2 separate regions of the Mus musculus genome follow, and region 2 is linked to region 1. Evidence: chromatin contacts called from public promoter capture Hi-C data. All regions are on one chromosome and are shown on one strand. Each heading gives the region's core, a stretch centred on a gene start, on an enhancer-like site or on the middle of the called end of the contact. The rest is flanking DNA. Distances are from core to core; before and after follow the strand shown.

The links. Promoter capture Hi-C pulls out the DNA fragments that hold promoters and counts their contacts.
Region 2: a contact with region 1 is called in a promoter capture Hi-C map of trophoblast stem cells, with 2.4 times the contacts expected there. The contact joins the promoter of Stk31 here to the enhancer-like site in region 1. A contact is called at or near these places in 5 of 39 promoter capture datasets (liver, maxillary cranial neural crest, second pharyngeal arch cranial neural crest and 2 more), 1 of 115 datasets of contacts at active chromatin or transcription factors (embryonic stem cells) and 3 of 9 other capture datasets (adipose tissue, liver and pancreatic islet).

Annotation. Positions count from the first base shown.
Region 1 is chr6:49,340,622-49,347,684 of GRCm38.p6, forward strand. Ccdc126 (coiled-coil domain containing 126) reads left to right here. Exons shown (of 3, transcript NM_175098.6): 3 at 1-964. Among named protein-coding and RNA genes, the nearest start is that of Fam221a, 24 kb to the right of the region's middle. Within about 2 kb of position 3,485, at least 21 of the 459 cell types and tissues checked have an H3K27ac peak or open chromatin away from gene starts, as enhancers often do. A contact at or near this core is called in trophoblast stem cells, where this site is marked.
Region 2 is chr6:49,391,586-49,398,648 of GRCm38.p6, forward strand. Stk31 (serine threonine kinase 31) reads left to right here and starts at 4,019. Exons shown (of 24, transcript NM_029916.2): 1 at 4,019-4,099; 2 at 6,476-6,522; 3 at 6,611-6,663. The coding sequence starts at 4,050.

The DNA.
Region 1 (7,063 bases), core at 2,235-4,734:
GCCACTGTCCATAGCTAACCGTCAGGGGACAATTTAATAGAAATGGGAGTAATTGCTAATCTCATACTTTAAAATTTCTTACATATATTCTGCAGAATATAATAAATATTTTTATGATGAAATGAAAAATAAAATATGCATGATTTTTCACAATCATGGCTGTTGGTTTGAAAATGAATCTCAGTGTCACATGCCTGTAGCCATGGAACCAGGGAGGCTGGGACAGGAGAGCTGCAAGCTCAATGCTAGCCTGGGCAGCAGAGCAGACCCTATGTAAAAACCATTAGGAAAGTCCATCATTTCCATATTCTGGTAAGTGTTCTTCGGTTATTTTGGTGGAAGAAGGAAAGGGCTTGAGGACTTTAGCCAGATAGATGTATATAATAAATGTTATTTGTGCTGCACAGAAGTGCTTGGAAAATTAATGTGAGTTGATGTTATGTAAGTATATAAGGACCACTTTACAGAATTAAGAACATTAAAATATAAATTATGAAAATGGTTTATCTTTTTAGAGAAACAGCTACTGTATACAGCACAAGAAATCTTGACTTGGTTAATTCTAGTATAGAATAAAACATGTCTTTATTTAAATAGCCTTTGTAGCAAATCCAATTGCTATATAGTATTCTATATTTCGTAGTATTTATTCTATATAATAACTGCTTATGTGCAGCTAGCCTCTAGATTTAGAGTAAATTGAATTTAGTTTTTGATATTTTTCATTATTATAATGCTACCACAAAAGTAGCAGTGATTATAATATTTTGTTAAAATAAGTATAAGAAATATATTGTTTCATGAAAGATAACTTTCTGAAATGTCTTCCCTGTACCTTTATGTAAAGAAATGATGCCCCATTGCCCATAGATTCTGCAGTACCGTTCGGTCTCTGAGGAGTCCTGAGCATCTCTGATTTCATTGCTTTCAGGGATGAAATAAAATATATTGTTTATATTCACAATGGTTATTTTTGGTTTGGTTTGGTTTTGGTTTTCAGGATGGGTTTTTCTGTGTAACAGTCTTTGCTACCCTGGAGGTCACAGAGATCCACCTGCCTCTGCCTCCTGAGTGCTGGGATTAAAGGCGTGAGCCACCATGCCTAGCTTGTTGCATGTTTTTAAAAACAGCAGTCATGCATTTAACAAATGTCACGTGGTTTGTTCTTTTTCTTAAAGTGCTAGATATAGAATCTAGGGCTTTGCACATGCAAAGTAGCTCTCTACCACTGAGTTTTATTCATGGCCTTTGATGTTAATGACTAAAAATAATATTGACACAAATTTGTGTTTCATTTCAACCCCAAAAATCTTTTAAATATATATATAAAATAGTAAGAAAACAAAGAGGCTGGGAATGTAAGCAGTTGGTAGTGCGATTGCCTAGCATGCTTGAAGCCCTGGTTCCAACCCCAGCGCTTAAGCCAATATAGTGAGGCTTTACCTGCAATCCCAGCCATGAGTAAATGAGTCCTATGAACTTCACTTAGGGGATGGTAAAGGTCATAAGTTAAAAAAAAATATATATATATACACATATGCATATACATACATATACATACATACACACACACATATATATACATATATATATATATATAGTTTTTCTAATCATTGCAAAATGAGAAGAAAACCTGGAAAATTTCTCACCAGAAATAACTGCTATTGACATTTTTAGGTTATAAATGGGACCTCTGGGCTGACACTGTAGCTCAGTGGTAGGATTTACTTTGCGTATGTTGCTGTGTGTTTTGTCTCTAACATCAGCCCATCGGTCAGTCAATTGTCTTTGTCCATATTCTCTGTTGGTCTTCCATTTCCACTTGGTGCTGGCTAGATTTATATCAACTTGACACAAGTTACAATTATCTGAAAGGATGGAGCCTCATTTGAGAAAATGCCTCCATGAGATCAGGCTGTAAGGCATTTTCTTAATTACTGATCAATGATGGGAGGTCTCATCCCATCGTGTGTGGTGCCATCCCTAGGCTGGTGGTCCTGGGTTCTATAAGAATGCAGGCTGAGCAAACCATGGAGAAGCCAGTAAGCAGCACCCTCCATGGCCTCTGCATCAGCTTCTGCCTCCAGGTTCTTGCTGAGATCATGACCAAAATTCAAGTTGGGGAGGAAAGGGTTTATTTGGCTTACACTTCCATATTGCTGATCATTATCTAAGGAAGTCAGGACAAGAACTCAAACAGGGTAGTAACCTGGAGGCAGGAGCTGATGCAGAGGCCATGGTGCGGTACTGTGTCTCCATGTATATGTGTTGTGTTTACGTATGTTTGTGTGCATGTTCATGTGTGTGCACAGCACAGCACAACCCCAGGAATCATTCCTTAAGTATTTTCCAGGGACTCTACAACTCTCCATTGCCTCTCTGGCTGCTGTAAACAAAAGAATTGTCAATCAAACGTCAGCTGGATTATCTGTATACCAGTGCTGGCCTTTGAACACTAAACTGATAACCTGAGAAAGAACTATACAATGATTACCATTTTATATTAGTCAAATTGTACTGTATTCAATTTGGCTCCAGCATCTCAGATGACAGTGTGAGTTACATTTTGTTATCATAAACCTCACTGAACTGTAGATGACTGAAGTCATTTCCACATAGGTCAAGAGGGGTCCCACAGAGGGACTGTTGTGTGATTGGTGCACATATAAGCCATCAAGGTTTTCTGCTACTGATATGAACACAAAGATTCATTTGCTGTGAGAATTGCTGCTTAGCTAACTGGGTAAGTCAGATGGTAGACATCTTCCTTCCCCGGGTGTTGGCTACTTTCATTGCTGTCTCAGTTACTAGTGTTTCTATTGCTGTGATAAAACACCATGACCAAGGCAGCTGAAGGAAGGGTCTGTTTGAATTTATGATTCTAGAGGGATAAGAGTCCATCCTGGCAAGGAGCACAGTAGGCACGGTAGCTGGTACAGTAGCTGAGAGCTCACATATCGATCCACAGGTAGGAAGTACAAAAGGCTATTGTATATGGCGTGATTCTTTTGCCATCTCAAAGCCTACCTCCAGAGGCACACTTCCTCCAGCAAGTTAGGCCATATCTCTTAATTCTTCCCAAATAGCCAAGTGGGAGCCAAATAGGCAAATGCCTGAAGTTTATGGGTGACACCACATTTGAACCACCACAATTGTCAGTTTGACTGGCTTTAAAATCACCTGGGAGTCATACCCCTGGATGTATCTATGAGGGTGCTTCCAGAGCACACTGGGGTAAGAACCATCAGCGTGTGTGGCACCAGTCCATGGCCTGGGGAGTTGTGGTGAATAAAAAGGAGAACCAAGCTGGACACCAGCATTCCTTTCGCTCCACTTCCTGACTGCATACACTACGTGACGAGCTGCCTCCTGTTGCTATTGCATGGTGACCTGTACTCTAACACTGAGTCAGAAGACACTCATTCTCCCTCAAGCACAGTAATAAGAAAGGTAACTGCGACACCTGGTTTTGCAACGTTAAGCGCCGTGAAAGACTTCTGTGAGAGATGTCTTTTCTTGTGGGATTTTGGTACTGTGGGTTGAACTGGTGACATGAAGGAAGCATCAGAAACAAGAGCAGCACTGACATCTGGCACCAAGCCCTCGGAGCCCTCAAAGCCAAGCTGTGGCCGCTGGATAACCAAAAATGAGATGGAACTGCAAGGCTTGTGGTCAGGGGCAGCCGTAGGAGCAGTGACCAACGGTGGCAGTAGCTGCCTCCTGAGTAGCAGCAAGCTTGATAGTAGCTATGGTAGCAACAGGCAGATGAGCAGTCCTAGGGACTTAAGTATTGTCCGGGGACTTAAGTATTATCCTGCCAGTGCGGCAGGATAGGGGGTATGGTAGAAGTCACGGAAGCATGGAGATCTGAGAAAAAGTGGGGTGGATGGCTGTGAAGAGCCAGAGGGGAGAACCACAGGCTTTGCTTGCTGAGAGAGTTCCAGAGAACTGTCAAGTCTTTAGGGCTAAGAGTCTCAAATTCCCCCGTCCAAGAGTTACAATATTGGCTACTGCCACTGGCTTAAGGAATCTGAATTTAAGAGTTGTACAGTCCTAGGCTTTCATGGTTAAGTAGGTTACACCGACTACCTAGGAGAGAGACTGCTGCTCCCTGCTGCTGCTGCTGCTGCTCCCTGCTGCCGCTAAGTCAGCCGCCTGCCCAACAGACTCCTATCTAGAGCAAAAGGACCGCAGGCAGTAGCAGCATGAGCAGAGGCTAGTGAGAAGATGGGGATATTTATACAATGCCTGATGCATACTGGGTTAGCGAGTGAGGAGGGTTAAATGTCTCAGAAGGAGTTTGTAATTTTATAGCTTTTTCAAGTCGTTTTGTTTTTATTTAGGGTGGGAGTATGAGGTTAGCTAGAAACTGGACCCAGATATGCTAAGTACATTCAATTTTATAACGTTTGGCATAAATAATTCAATAGTAGAGTACACTTAAGGGAGCTAAGCTGTAAAGCTTTTAAAAGTTTATTGCTTTTTAAATTTGATCAGTAGTACCAGTACTTTTAAATATCTGTTCAGAAGGAGTTTAGGACCGCACTAAGGCCTTAGTAGATCAAGTATATCTTCATATTCCTTTTGCATGTAGGTTAGCAACGTCTATAAAAACCACTCTTTAAGCCAGGCGTGGTGACGCATGCCTTTAATCCCAGCACTTGGGAGGCAGAGGCAGGTGGATTTCTGAGTTCGAGGCCAGCCTGGACACCCAGGGCTATACAGAGAAACCCTGTCTCGAAAAACAAAAACAAACAAAAGAACCACTCTTTACGTGGCCGAAGAGATGGTTCAAGAGTTAAGAGCACCAGCTGCTCTTCCAGAAGACCTGGGATGGATTCCCAACACCCACATGGCAGCTCACAGCTGTTCATAACTCCCGTTTCAGGAGTTTCATAATGCCCTCTTCTGGCCTCTGTGGGCTCTGTATACACATGCTACACAGATATACATACAGGCAAGACACCCATCCACAAAAATATTGCAATTTTTTTTAAAGAAAAATCAACATTTAAAATTCTTTTTGGTGCTTATCTATGTTTTTTCTTTACTGTCATAGTTTGCTTTTCTGTTGCTGTGATAAAACAGTGACCAAAGGGGTTTATTTGACTTCTATTTCTGCATCACAATCATTGATGGCTGAGAGTTGGCTCAGTGGGTTAGAGCATTTACTATTCTTACAAAGGGCCCGACCTAGCATCTACATGGAGTTTACCATTCCCCGGGCACCAGTGTGCTTGCGGTATACACACATATGCACAGAGTAAGATAGATCTTTATAAACAAAAACAATCCATCATTCATAGAAGTCAGGGGGAGAATTCAAGCAGGTGTCCGGAGGCAGGAACTGAAGCAGAGCCCATGGAGGAGAGCTGCTTACTGGCTTGCTCCCCATAGCTTGCTCAGCCTGCTTTCTTATGGAACCCAGGACCATCAGCTCAGGGGTAGCACCACCCTCAGTGATCTGGGCCCTTCCACATCAGTCACTAACCAATTAAAAACAATGCTCTAGAGACTTGGCTACAGGTTAATCTGATGAAAGCCTTTTCTCAGCTGAGGCTATATAAATGCTAGGGCCCCATAGGCAGGGCTGGGGTTGTTGGTCATTCAGGGGGCAGCGGGGTGGAGGTGAGAATTGTGCTTTGATAGTAATGTGCTCAAAGAAACAAAAAGAAATCAGATTCCAGGGATCCCAATTTCTCTCTCCCCCCCTCTATGCTTTTTTCTCTCCTATCCAGTGATAGGGGATAAAAGTGGGGAGACAAAGGGTGGAAAAAAGAACCGGCAAAGTAGTAAAGACCAGCAACAGGGAGTAGTATGTTGGTTTTCTATGATTGTCATAAAAATCACAAATTTGATGGGTGAAAAAAAAATTATTCCCTTATGGTTCTGTAATTCAGAAATCTGAAATCAGTTATCTTGGCTGAGATCAAGGTGTTGGCAGGACCTGCTCCCTCTGGAGGCTCCTCATGGAAGAATGGGTCCCTGGCCCACGTCCCTGCCCCCGCCCCCACCCCCTTAGGACTCCATTCCTCGAGTTTCCTGGCTCATGGCCTCCTTTCCGTTCCTAAACCAGCAATGCAGTTGGGTTCTCTGCCTTCTTCCTGCCTCCCCAGCAAGCCTTCCTAGTTACACTCAGTGTCCTCTGGATATTGGGACAATCTCCCCAGATTTGTATGCCACAAAGTCTCTTTTGTGGTCTGTTGAAACATGCACAGATTCCAGGGAGTTTGGGCTTGCTTATTCAGCCAACTACCAGAGGCAAATGGAGAAATGGAGTTCCTATATAGATATATTAAAATTTGAACTTGGTGATGTTGTCAGTGGTAGAGTATGTACCTAGCTTGTGTGAGGCCATGTCTCATACAAGTCCTCTCTTTCTTTCTTTCTTTCTTTCTTTCTTTCTTTCTTTCTTTCTTTCTTTCTTTCTTTCTTTCTTTTCTTGTCTCTCGATTTATTTGTTATCATATGTAAGTACACTGTAGCTGACTTCAGACACACCAGAAGAGGGCGTCAGATCTCATTATGAGGTTGTGAGCCACCATGTAGTTGCTGGGAATTGAACTCAGGACCTTCGGAAGAGCAGTCAGTGCTCTTAACCACTGAGCCATCTCTCCAGCCCCTGCCTTCTCTCTTTTTAAAAAATAATAACAAATGGTCTCTGAGAAAAAATTATTTGATAGCCTATTTCTCTGCTGGTGAAATGAGCCAATTCTAGCCAGATTAGAATATATTAAAGGCAGGTTTACTGGGAGGCTTCTCTTGGGCTGGTGAGTTCACTGGCCCCAAGGACCAAGGCCAGGGAAGTCACCTTGGGGACTGGGGGTAGGGGTGTGGGTGGTGGTGGTGGGAGTGGGATGGGGGGAGGAGAAGAGAAAGGGAGACAGGGAAAAAGAAGGAGGAGGAGGGGGGGAGAAGGAGGAGGAGAAGGAGGAAGAGGAAGAAGAAAGGAAGAAAAAGAGAATACCCTTGGGCGATGGGCAGCCCAGCCTCTAGGCTAGAAAGTTCAGGGTTGGTTGGGGGCAGAGTAAGCCAGGTAAGGACTGAGGGATGCTGGGAGAAC
Region 2 (7,063 bases), core at 2,769-5,268, 51 kb after region 1:
TAAGGTCCTAAGACTTGTAATGGCTGAGAATGTTCTGAAAACTGAGGACGCAGAGTGTCGGACCAATAAAGGTTAGAATTAGTGGAAGTCACTGCCATTCTCTTGGACTCTTGTTAGAGCAGATTGGTGATGGAGTGTCACATTGTGGGATTTAACTGTAAGAGGATTAATTAAATGGGCAACAAGGCATGAGTGATTAAGTTCATGATCCAAAGGGCAGGACAGAAAGACAGCTAAGATATTTGAGGTGTATGACTACTCCTGCCTCATCTCTTATCTCTCTAACACAACAAATATAATAGAGCAAAGCAAACCCCCAAACTATATGGTCTCACACTCGATGTGTTAGGCATTGCATCAACACAAGACAAGAGAACCAAATTGGAAAGGAGAAAGTGAAAGAATATTTGCATGTAACAAGTCATCCATGTAGATTAATCTGCCAACTCTACAGAAAACAAGACAAAACCCTGCTTATCACTAGAAATAAGAACATGATGAGAAATTGAAATTACAAAAAAAGTATCAACAGTAGAATAGTAATAGAAATAATTGGGAAAATCAGATGAAAGAAGAATAAACTTTTACATTGAAAATATAGAACATTGCTTAGGAAAATAAAAGAATTGAATAAATGGATATATATACACACACATATACAGGTATGTATATGTATACATATGTATATGTATATACATATATGTACTGTGTTCAACGATCAGAAGCCTTTAGTTAAAGTGCAAATTTTCCCACTTAGATGTGTAGATTCAGCATAATTCTGATAACAATTCTTGGATGGATGAGTGTATGCCTATGTGTGACAAGTGATTTTCATTTTCTTGGAACTCAAAATAAACAATCTCAGGAAAAAAATTATGTTGGAGTATGCCTTAGATTACCTGTATTCAAGACTTTTAAAGCCTCAGAGCTCAGAACAGTTTAAAGTAAGCAGAGTTCAACATCACAAAACAAATAATCAAGAAGTAGATTTCTACATATGTGGCCCATCCATCCTTGGCAATGCTGCAAAGATAATTCATTACGTAAATGACAGTGCTTTCAAGAAATGCTGATGGAAAAATTGGACACACATATAAAAAATGTGAACCTAGAGTCACATTTTACATCGTATAAAAATTAACTGCACAACTACTATACATCTGTGTAGCATGTATATATATATATACACATACATATATATACATATATGATATATAACATTATGCATATATTTAGAAAGAAAATACAGGAAAGAAACATTTGTAGACTAGTCAGCCAGGGATTTGTTAAAAACAATACAAATGTAAGATCTATAAGGCAAAAGCCAATTAATTAGATTCCATCAAAATAACTTAAGCCCAAACCTGCCAAACCTGATGACTTGACTTTTATTCTTGGAACCTACCTGGTAGAAGACAAGAACCAATTTTCAAAAATTGTTCTCTCACTTTGACCTGTATGCAATGGCATTGTGTAAGAGGGGCCTTACAGTGTCTGTTCATTTCCCTCCCTGCCCCCCAAAAATTTTGTAAAAAAAAAATAGGTACTGTGTGTGTGTGTGTGTGTGTGTGTATGTGATGGGAATTTAATCCAGCCTCACAAACTGGTTACACTTCCAGCCCCTGAGCTTTCTCTCTTTTAAATACTTTTGCTAGAGGATGAAAAGATAGTCATAAACTGTGTAAAATGTTTACAAGTCTAAAGGAGCTACATTCACAGTATACACACACACACACACACACACACACACACACACACACACACACACATAATCAAAAGCTAATGATAAGAAAACAATCCTAACAATGGGGGATATGGATCCTGAACGGCCAACTCCTGTGACCAGGCAAGACTACCAATGGAAGTTTTGGGACACCAACCCAAGCACAAAACCTTAGACCCATAATTTGTTCTATCTACAGGATGTGCAGGAGTGGGGGATGAAGTAGAATTCGACGGATGGGCCTACAGATGACTGACCAGGATGTGAAGTGAATAAATAACTCAGTCAATTAAAAAAATGGACATCCTGAAGGATGCCTGTAGTCTCAGCAGCTGGAGCTGAAGACTGGAGGATCAGAAGTTCAAGGCCATCCTTGGTTACTTAGTGAGCCGGAAGCAAGTTGGAGCTACACAAGACCCTATCTTTTTAAAAAGGTGTGGTGGCACATGCCTTTACTTCCAGTACTCTGAGAAGCAGGGGCAGATGTATCTCCATGATTTTGAGTCCAACCAGATCTACATAGCAAGTTCAAGGCTGATTTAACTACATAGTGAAACCCTGTCTCAAAAACAAACAAAAGAATCCAGTTTAAAAAAAATCTAAAAATGTTTGAATAGAGATACTTAAGTACCTAAGAAGATATATGAAGACGAATAGAAAATAAACATACAACAACAACAACAACAACAACACAAAGATACCCAATGTTTTTATTTGGTAGATAAATAAATGCAAACAACCTCAAGGAAGTCCCTCCACTATATACAAAATATTTAAAATTAAAAACAGTGATCATATTAAGTGATGGTGAAGCTATGGAACAACCAGTTATTACTTTTTAATTTTTATTAGGTTTTAAAGATTTATTTTTATTTAATATGTATCAGAGTTTTGCCTGCATTTATGTCTGTGCAACACTTGTGCCTGAGGCAGTCAGAGAGGCTGTTGGATTCCCTGGAACTGGAGTAGACCTTTGTGAGCTGCCAAATGGGTGGGTTCTGGGAACAAAACCTAGGACCTCTGGAAGACCAGACATTACTTTTAACTACTGAGGCATTTCTTCAGCCTTGCAACTAGAATATATAAACTTTGATGGTGGTAATATAAATTAGAGTAGCTTCTTTGTTAAATAGTCTGGCAACTTCTTGTACACTCTTCTACCATTTAACCATCCACTAGGGGACATTAGCCCAAAAGAAATGAAAGGGTATGTCCACGGAAAGAATTGAAGGCCATAACAGCTTTATTTGAGAGAAGTCTAAAGTCAAAACAACCCTTCTACCCAGAAATGTAGAAAACCTGTTAGGCATCCACAGTGGACTAGTACCTGGGAAGTTACAAGCTGTTGATATATAGAAGAAAACAGGTGGAATTATCTTAAGATACCCATGCCATTTGAAAGAAGGCAAATAAAATGGTCTTTATGTGTGATTCTGTCAACAGTTTTAGAAAAAAAAAAAAAAAGAATTAACGTTCAGTTACAAGAAACAGAAAGGTACATAAGGAGGGCCAGTTAATGTAAACAACATGAAGAAACTTTTGAGGTTGATGGAAATGTTTTATTATGGGGATGACTTCAGTGATGTATAAAAATATTAAAATACTTTACACTTTAATATCTGTAGTCTATGCAAATTATACTTTAAGCTTTAGAAATTAAATGGAGGGCTCCTTGGTAGTGATCTTTCGTGAGGCCTTGGTTTTAATTCATTCCTTTGCAAAACAAAAGAACTAGATAGAGATGGTTTTTAGCTGTGCAATGTTTCCTCCAAGTGTAATAACTTGCCTATAACCCTATCCCATCCCAGTCCCCACCGATCCCTGCTGTCCCCTGCAATGTTTGATGTGGATGCGAAGTTTGGGGAGAAATATGTGTAAAGCTATTGATCTATAAAATGATATTGTCACTTATTACGGTATTCTTTTCTTTGGGAAAAGAATATCCAGTTTGTCCCAATTTTGGCTTTTAAAAAAAAAAAAGTTTAAATCTCGAGGTACAAATTAGGAAGACCCACGCAACTTCATGTCACGGTCTTACATCACTGGCGGGGTGTGGGGCGCCCTCCTATAAACTGACTGCACACAGGGCCAGGCTGCTGCTTTCGGGAGCAGAGCGGAGCGCGTGCGTGGACCGTGGGCGGCCTGGCTGCGCTCGAGGCCTTGAGGCCGGCCACCCACGTGACCAGGGCTGCGCTCCCTCCGCTATAGCGCAGCAGCACCTCGCGCATGCGCAGGCGCAGTGCGTGCCCTGAGGCGTGGAAGCTCGGCGGTAAGCGGCGCCAAGGGCTGGCCTGAGGGCTGGAGGGCTGAGGGTGGAGCGCCTGGTATGTGGGGCCAGCGGCTCTTTGCTGGGACGGCTGTGGCGCAAAGTGTAAGGTCAGTGGTAGTCTTTGGTGGCGAGGGCGACAGGGGCCGCTCCCAGGGTGTTCTTGTCCACGCTGCTGGCGTTTTAGGTCTGGGCTGAGGCCTACTTCCGGCGAGCTCGAAGGCGCCGCAGCTTCTCGGTGAGCTGCCCGCAGACCCACTGTGTGGACAAATCTTGGTGAGCTGCCCGCAGACCCACTGTGTGGACAAATCTCGGTGAGCTGCCCGCAGACCCACTGTGTGGACGACTTTCTTCCCCTCTGGCGACGTCTGTGGTTTTAGCCTTCCAGGCCCCCCAGAAAGCCAGCATCTTTACCTCACCTTGGCCCATTTCAAGGCGAGATTTGAATTCGCCGTCGTGCCCTCCACCTCTGCTTAAAGTCACTACAGTTCCTTGGCAAGTCTTTTAACAACGATTTAAAATAAGGCTAGAAAACCAGTTTCTTAAAACAAGTGGCAGGATTTCCAAAGTAAACTTTTAATTTTTTCTGTGCCCGTGACAGTGGTAACACATGTCTTAATCCTACTCCATTCGGGAGGCAGAGGCAGGCAGATCTTTGAGTTTGAGGCCAGCCTGGTCTACAGAGAGAGTTCAGGACAGCTACTGAGAAACCTGTCTTCAAAAAACCGAAAACAACCAAGAACCAACCAACCAACCAAGCAAACAATAGTGTTTTCCAGAGAAATATTCTTTCTCACTAAAAGACTCCATTTTTTAAAAAAAATTTTTTTCCATTTTTTATTAGGTATTTAGCTCGTTTACATTTCCAATGCTATCCCAAAAGTCCCCCATACCCACCCACCCCCACTCCCCTACCCACCCACTCCCCCTTTTTGGTCCTGGCGTTCCCCTGTACTGGGGCATATAAAGTTTGCAAGTCCAATGGGCCTCTCTTTGCAGTGATGGCCGACTAGGCCATCTTTTGATACATATGCAGCTAGAGACAAGAGCTCCGGGGTACTGCTTAGTTCATATTGTTGTTTCCATTTTTTTTTTTTAAAACAGCTTCTCCACAGCTGAATTTTAAAACTACTTTTTAAAGGATCCCAGATTTGAAGATGATTCAGTGATGTTATTTGAAAAAAAATTAAGCTAGACAAAATTTGCAAGTTTTAAATTCCTATAAATAAGCTCCATTATTTGCTGTGATGAGTTAATTACTCTTTTCATAGTTGAGAGCATTTGAAACCTTGATGTAGATTAGATGTTCTTGGATGATCTAAAAGCTCTCAAAAAATGAGTCTCAAACCATGGCATGTACCCTACGTTTTAAGGGCAGTTTTGTGAAAAATTGTTTTTCCCCTATTTATTGGAATGTGTAGAATTACCTTAAAGTTGAAGGACAAACCAATGCTCTAACCACACCCCCCAGCTTTGGAGGGTGGAGAGTGCGCCTATTTTGAGAATGAAATAAAATCAGTTGGAATTGAACAGTGAAGTAGATTACATATTTTATCATTTTAATTTATGAGTAGAAAGTGATTCCTGGATTTTTGAGAATCAAATCGTAAAGTAGTAGACACTTCTTTTGAAGTACTTTTTTTATGTAATAAACATGATTTTTGAAGTAATAGGCAAATTTGATATATTTCAGTTTTTAATTCTAGGGCATTTTAAAAAACAAAATAGCCAATAGCCACTCCCAGGCTAGCCACTCTCAGGCATTTTATTATTTATTTATTTTTTTATTTTATTGTGGAATTTTCTTGTTTGAGAGGTTTTTTTTTTTGTTGTTTTTTTTTTTTGTTTTTGTTTTTGTTTTTGTTGTTGTTAATATGGGTTTAGAGAGATGGCTCAGCAGTTAAGAGCATTGTTGATTTTCTAGAGGACTGGGTTCAATTCCTTTCCTCCATGTTGGCATTTGGGACTTGGGACAGCTTAGTTTTGTTAAACATTGAACTTTAGTTCTCTGGAAGCATCAACACAGCAGTTTACATGGCTGTAACTTTAGTCCCAGTGGATCTGAAGCCCACTTTTGTCCCCCTTCTGGCCTCAACATGCATTGCATGTACACAGATGTGCATTCAGGCAAGACACATACAACACACACACACACACACACACACACACACACACACACACACTGCATGTTGTTTCAAAATATTGATTTATATAAGTGATCAAAATCTGTTTGAGTTATCTTACTTGTAAATCTGTAAAGATTTGGCTAAAGATAATGATAGGGACAGAGATAATGTGTTTTGCCATTGAAAACTATAATATTTTCAGAACAAATACAAGAAACAGTCATGAGAAAACAGGAAGTTTTTAGTATAGAGTTTGAGTTTTGATAACCATCTTAGGGCAAATACTTTGAACATATGTGGTTTAGATTTTTTTCACTGTTAATGGATATAAAAACCTAATTCAAGGTATTGAATTGTTAGTTTTCCAGGACTTGTCCAAATGGATGAAGATACACATTACAATAAAGGTACTGGCATTAAATATTATTTGGGGGTATAATAACTAAATGATACTGATTAACTTCTAATTTGTTTTGCATTGTGATTTTATTTTAGTTGAAGATGTTGTTGGAAGTCATGTAGAAGATGCAGTAACATTTTGGGCCCAGGTAAATATAATATTGGTTGTTTTTTCTTTTCTACCTTCCTCTTATCAACTCAAGTGTTTTCCAACAAAAATAAAAATCTAATAATAAATGTGATTTTTGTTTTCATTCCCAGTACCTAATCTTGATTAAATCATATAACACAAGACATAATTACAAGACAGTTGATTGCAACATGCAGTTTTCCTATGTTGAAAAAAATGCTTACAATTGAATTAAACAAGAAAATTATCAAGATTGGAACTTCAGAGTCATGTTCAATGGGGTCAGAAAGCCACATGCTGTTGTATTTTTAAAGCTATAGCTCCACCTAGGGGTCTTTGTAAGATTGTTTCCTGAAAATTTAGGCTAAACACTTTTTAAAAAAATTACTTAACATCCAAAAAAACAACAAAAGCAGATC